Regions from separate parts of the Zea mays genome. Here region 1 is linked to region 2. A link is a contact called in public Hi-C data. All regions are on one chromosome and are shown on one strand. Each heading gives the region's core, a stretch centred on a gene start, on an enhancer-like site or on the middle of the called end of the contact. The rest is flanking DNA. Distances are from core to core; before and after follow the strand shown. Region 1 holds the start of LOC100280993 (60S ribosomal protein L9). Region 2 holds the start of LOC100501625.

The links. A called contact is a pair of places that touch in the nucleus more often than the background predicts.
Region 1: a Hi-C map of ear shows a contact between it and region 2, with 2.2 times the contacts expected there. The contact joins the promoter of LOC100280993 here to the promoter of LOC100501625 in region 2. A contact is called at or near these places in 8 of 25 Hi-C or Micro-C datasets (bundle sheath, ear, endosperm and 3 more).

What each region holds. Positions count from the first base shown.
Region 1 is chr9:29,134,472-29,137,171 of Zm-B73-REFERENCE-NAM-5.0, forward strand. LOC100280993 (60S ribosomal protein L9) reads left to right here and starts at 1,319. Exons shown (of 3, transcript NM_001368334.1): 1 at 1,319-1,739; 2 at 1,836-1,958; 3 at 2,661-2,700. The coding sequence starts at 1,377.
Region 2 is chr9:28,857,414-28,860,113 of Zm-B73-REFERENCE-NAM-5.0, forward strand. It overlaps LOC100501625, which reads right to left and starts at 1,423. Exons shown (of 6, transcript NM_001196308.1): 1 at 1,103-1,423; 2 at 865-927; 3 at 621-737. The coding sequence starts at 1,299.

The DNA.
Region 1 (2,700 bases), core at 69-2,568, 280 kb after region 2:
AGACAGAGACGACGACAGCTACCTGTGCAAGAACATGCATGCATGTGTAGTAGTAGTGTACAGTTAGTTGCCTGCCCTGCTGCGCTGTGCAAGTGCAACGCGTAGGTAAGGTAGGCAGCTTGTATTGCAGAGTTGCATGCCATGATCGTCGTCGACCACTCTCTGTCTCTGTTCATTGAGCAGCACCGCAGCTAGCAGGTCCGTTCAGTCCATGCAGGGCCACATCGCACTGCGTCCGCTCGTTTTTCCAGCGAGGCATCAACCTTCGCCTGCCTCGATCGCACAGCAAGCGGCTGTACCTGTACCTGTACCTGTACGCCACACATAAAAGAGAAAAATAAAGCGAGAGAGAGTCGATCATGTATATCAGGCGGCAAAAAGCTGTATACGTCTGTGACTTTACTTTCAGGAGGGATATGATCGTTGAAGGTGAAAGGTCGTTTAATTTGTCGATGGTGATGAGTCACACAATGTGAACCTCCGATCTATATGCTGATACAGCTCTCTTCACTGACAGGTGGCTCCTCTTCTTTTAGATGGACGTGGATAAAACTTTACTGATAGTCCGTTCTTTTGTTAGAGATGATTAAGGGCTTGTTTGGAATCAAAGGTAATAAAGTGGATTGAGGGGGCTAGAATCCTCCACTACTTAATTTTGAATAGTGAGGGATTCTAGCCCCCTCAATCCCCTCCATTACTCTTTATCCCAAACGAACCCTAAGGGTGTCTTTGGCACGGCTGGCTCTAGCTTAGGCTCATTATGAAGCTCCGCCAAACAAATGGTTAAAGAAATGACTGCTCGTCGAGAGCTCTCTAAGAGCTGGAGCCGATTTTTTGTTGGGAGCAACAGCACCAAAAACATGTCTTCTACTGGCTTCTCTTATATTTTTCTCATCCATCATTTGAAAAAAGAAATAAGAGAAACTGTTTTATCAAATAAATTGTAAACCAGCTCTGATTCCTCTAAAGAAGTCAAAGAATGAAAGAAGATAGAAAGGGAACTGTTTGTTTTTAGAGGAGCCGAATGCCCTGTCATAGGAGGCCTAACAGTTTTCTTGCAAAAGTAGACAAATTGCACCCGCTGGTAGAGGCATCCATTCTGCGGCCCATCTAATGATGGTATGAAGGCATGAAGCCCAGACAAATGGGCCAGTGCTAGTACTGGCCCACCTGACCTCTTGGACCTGCAAGCAAACCCTAAGCCACCGATCCGACGGCGGGGATCGCCCGATCAAACCACAGACAGAACCATACCCGTCACCACCTCCTTTACATAAAAGGCTCTCCCTCAGCGCGCCGTCCTCCTACGCGGTACGCGCACACAGCCAAACCATCCTCCTCTCCGCCGCCCGCCGCAGCAGCACCCACCGGGCAAGATGAAGACGATCCTGGCGTCGGAGACGATGGACATCCCGGAGGGCGTCATGGTCACGGTGGCCGCCAAGCTGGTCACGGTGGAGGGCCCCCGCGGCAAGCTCACCCGCAACTTCAAGCACCTCAACCTCGACTTCCAGCTGCAGGAGGCCGGCCGCAAGCTCAAGGTGGACGCCTGGTTCGGCACCCGCCGCACCATGGCCGCCATCCGCACCGCCATCTCCCACGTCCAGAACCTCATCAAGGGGGTCACCAAGGGCTACCGCTACAAGATGAGGTTCGTCTACGCCCACTTCCCCATCAACGCCTCCATCACCAACAGCAACACAGCCATCGAGATTAGGAACTTCCTCGGCGAGAAGAAGGTAGGTACCCATCTCTGTTTCTGTTTGTTTCCACACGAGATCTGCGGTGGGTTTATCATGTGTCGTGTATGACTTAACTCGGTCGGTGTCGTTCAGGTCAGGAAGGTGGACATGCTTGATGGCGTGACCATCCTCCGGTCCGAGAAGGTCAAGGATGAGCTCATCCTTGACGGAAACGACGTCGAGCTCGTATCTCGCTCCGCCGCCCTCATCAACCAGGTGAATACTTACCTACCTACTTACGAGTGCCTGCTATATGCAGTGTCAGATGTGCTTTGATGTGGTAGATCATGATCCTTACATTTATTCCTTGTTATTGCTGAATTATACTGATCTGAATCCGATATTGAATGGTAAAGTCGTAGCGCATAGGCTGTGCTTGAATTATAGTGTGTCCAGGTGGTTTTGGCTTGAAATGTGTAGGCAGATCACACTTTTAACTACTGCCCGGCAGTGTCTAGATGTGCAAGTGTCCATCATCCATGTGTTAGCAATTTTAGTTTATGATTGTGCTCTCAACAACTAAGTGCAGCGCTTTTATGTTAGGTGTATTTAATAACAGCAAACACCTAACACCCTGTGAATCCTATGGTTGGTCATGGTCCTAACTTGGGTGGAAATGCTCATGCTGTAGAATACCGACGTGATCAATCTATTGTTGCCCTGTTTAATTTTGTACCTGTTGCTTACTGCATGATCAGGGTATATTATTGCCTTTTGTCTAGTACGATTATTGTGTCTTCAGTTCCTGCGTGTATTTAGATATTCACATCACTATTGGTGGATTGATGTGCTACGATTTGTGTGACTGCCATCATGAATCTCTATTAGTTTTGCTGATTGCTGTTATATAACGTCTACTGGTGGATCGCTGTACTATTGATTTGTGTGACTGAACAAGTTTTCTCCGTTCGTCTACAGAAATGTCATGTGAAGAAGAAGGATATCCGAAAGTTTTTGG
Region 2 (2,700 bases), core at 173-2,672:
GGATGTAGCACTAGTTGATTTCCATGTAAGGTGCCATAGGCCATAGTGTTGGAGTATAATATAAGTGAATTGTCCACTTTTTTCTATCAGCTTAAGCTTTTGGGTTGAATTGGTTGGTGCATGCAACTTAATATGGTATCAGAACCAGAGGTCACGAGTTCGAATTCTGGTTAGCGCAATTAAAATAAAATAATTATTGGTCGCTCCTATTCCACGTCTGAGACCCAAGAGAGACTCGACGTGAGGGAGAGTGTTGGAGTATATATCAGCTTTAAGCTTTTGGGTTAAATTGATTGGTACATGCAACTTAATACATAGCGGTGATCGATAGCCACTGTATCTTATTATTATTATTATTATTATTATTATTATTATTATTATTATTATTATTATTATTATTATTATTATTAGTGCCAATAATAGCACTCTACTACTTTGCAGTCAATTATTTTTATGCCATGGGGTTTTATAATAGAAATATATACTGTAAGTTTACGGCCTAGACATTTCGACAGAGGGAGAGTCAGAGAGAGATGGAGGGAGAGTCAGAGAGATGGAGAGAGAGAGAGAGGAGAAATCATGTAAATCTGCTGAAAAAGAAGGAGGAGGAGGATGGGTACCTGAAAGCAAGTGATATCAGGAAAGTAACCACTGGAAGCATATTTCCGAACGTTGCAGCGAATGTTGCCGTCGTGTAATCCAATCCGACAAACAGTGTGTACTGAAGCAGCACCGGCCTGCAGCAGGCAAACAAGAAGCAGTGAAAGGAACAATTTAGACAACGAAGAAGAACCAGCTGATGAATCGTTAAAAGCAAGCAGTGTCTACGCGGTCGATTGACGAGTGGAGTCGGTGTTTAATTACCCAAGAATTCCACTGAGAAACATGTACACGAAGATCTCGGAAGTGAACTTCGGTCTCATCCTCCTGCAGGGGGGTGAAGAAGAAAAAGAAGCAATGGCCGTCAACTTATATATATAGCCATGCATGCATATGCATGAAACGACCAGCTATAGCAACTAACTGTTCATATTTTTCTCATTGGAATGGATTTGCACGCCTTTTTTGGCACCACAGCACACCACCAACAGCACCCTCGTACCTTTCCTTGAAGTAGGCGATGGGTCCAAGGAACAGTGTGGCCACCATCTGGCGGAAAGTGATGAGGACCAGCCTGTTCATGCCCAGGCTCAGTGCCTGCTTGATCAGCGCCGTCATGACGGCGATCACGACGTTGGTGGCCACCATTGCCGCCGTCGGCGCCCACTGCTCCATGCGCCCTGCGCTGATCATCCACATCTCAATGCAAGCAGCAACAGCCAGCAGCTGCTAGCAGTAGCAGATGGATGGATATGGATGGAGCCCTCTCGCTATATAGCTAGCTAGCTAGCTGTTCGATCGATCTGCTGGGACTCTTGGCGGCTTTAATTTGTGTGATGAGCAGTTCCCTTCTGGATATGGCACGGCTTTATAGTGGCGCTCGAGAGGTGCTGGGGTGATGCACGTACTACATACATGGCATCTGAAAGCATCGATCTCGATCGGCTTCGTTTCGTTTTCGTAACACGTAGTAGTACGTGATCAAGGAATCAGCAGGTATAGCTAGCTATACGACACATGATTAATTAGAAGCCATTGGCTGCCTGGGTAGTAGCTACTAGCTGCTGTCCTGCTGATGCTTACGGCCGGACAACACTGTTTGCTTTAATTTGCTGACCCTGGCCTGATGAGAATATTATATCTGCAATCTGGAAGATGTGCATGTTTGATGCATGACGAGCAAATTGTGCAGCTAGCTAGCCAAGCGAACAGAATATGAAGAATACCCAGCTCTCTCGTGGATCGAAGAACATTTAAAAGCAGCTCATGCATCTTTTCTAATCAGTTTTGGCAAGCAGGCTGGGTCGTCGTCGTTAGGTTTGATTAGATGTCCGTCGCTCCCTCCTCCGATCCGTCCGGGGCATGCATGCGTCAATCGCTTCTACTGTAGGGGCATTGGATGCTGCCTTTGACGAGCACTCGGCCTCTATTTAGGGCCATGTTTAAGAACATGCATCATGTTTTTTTTCATATCTCTCTCTCTCTCTCTCTGAGCTGAGAACGAACGAAATAAAGAACTAAAATCCAATGCAATTCCCACTGTCTCTGCTTTCATTGGCATGCGCTGCTTTAGGTCCACATCAAAATCCGGAGCATCGATTCTCGCTCGCGCGCGGCCGCCCGCCCTCATAGGAGAATGGCGAATTTGGGGGTACTACAAGACAGCCGCCGTCGATCTGTGCGTCAAGAACATTTCTCCCTCTTTTTTTCTTCCTCTCCCACCCAACCCAATGCAATTCCGTGTTCAATGTGCCAGAACAACAAAAAAAAAACAGAGAGATATATTCTGACGTGTAGAATTGCATGCATGGTACGGTTAGGCACGCTAATTAATAGGAAGATTGTATACGAATGCTTCTTGTAGAACACAAGTAGTACACTTCCGTATCTCTTTTTTTATTATTATGGGGTCATAAAGTATATATATATATATATATATATATATATATATATATATATATATATATATGTTTCTTTTTAGAGAGAACACTTATAAATTGATACTGATTTTGAATTCAGAACAAATACTATATATACTAGCAGAGTTATATATTAAACAAATACTATATATATATATATATATATATATATATATATATA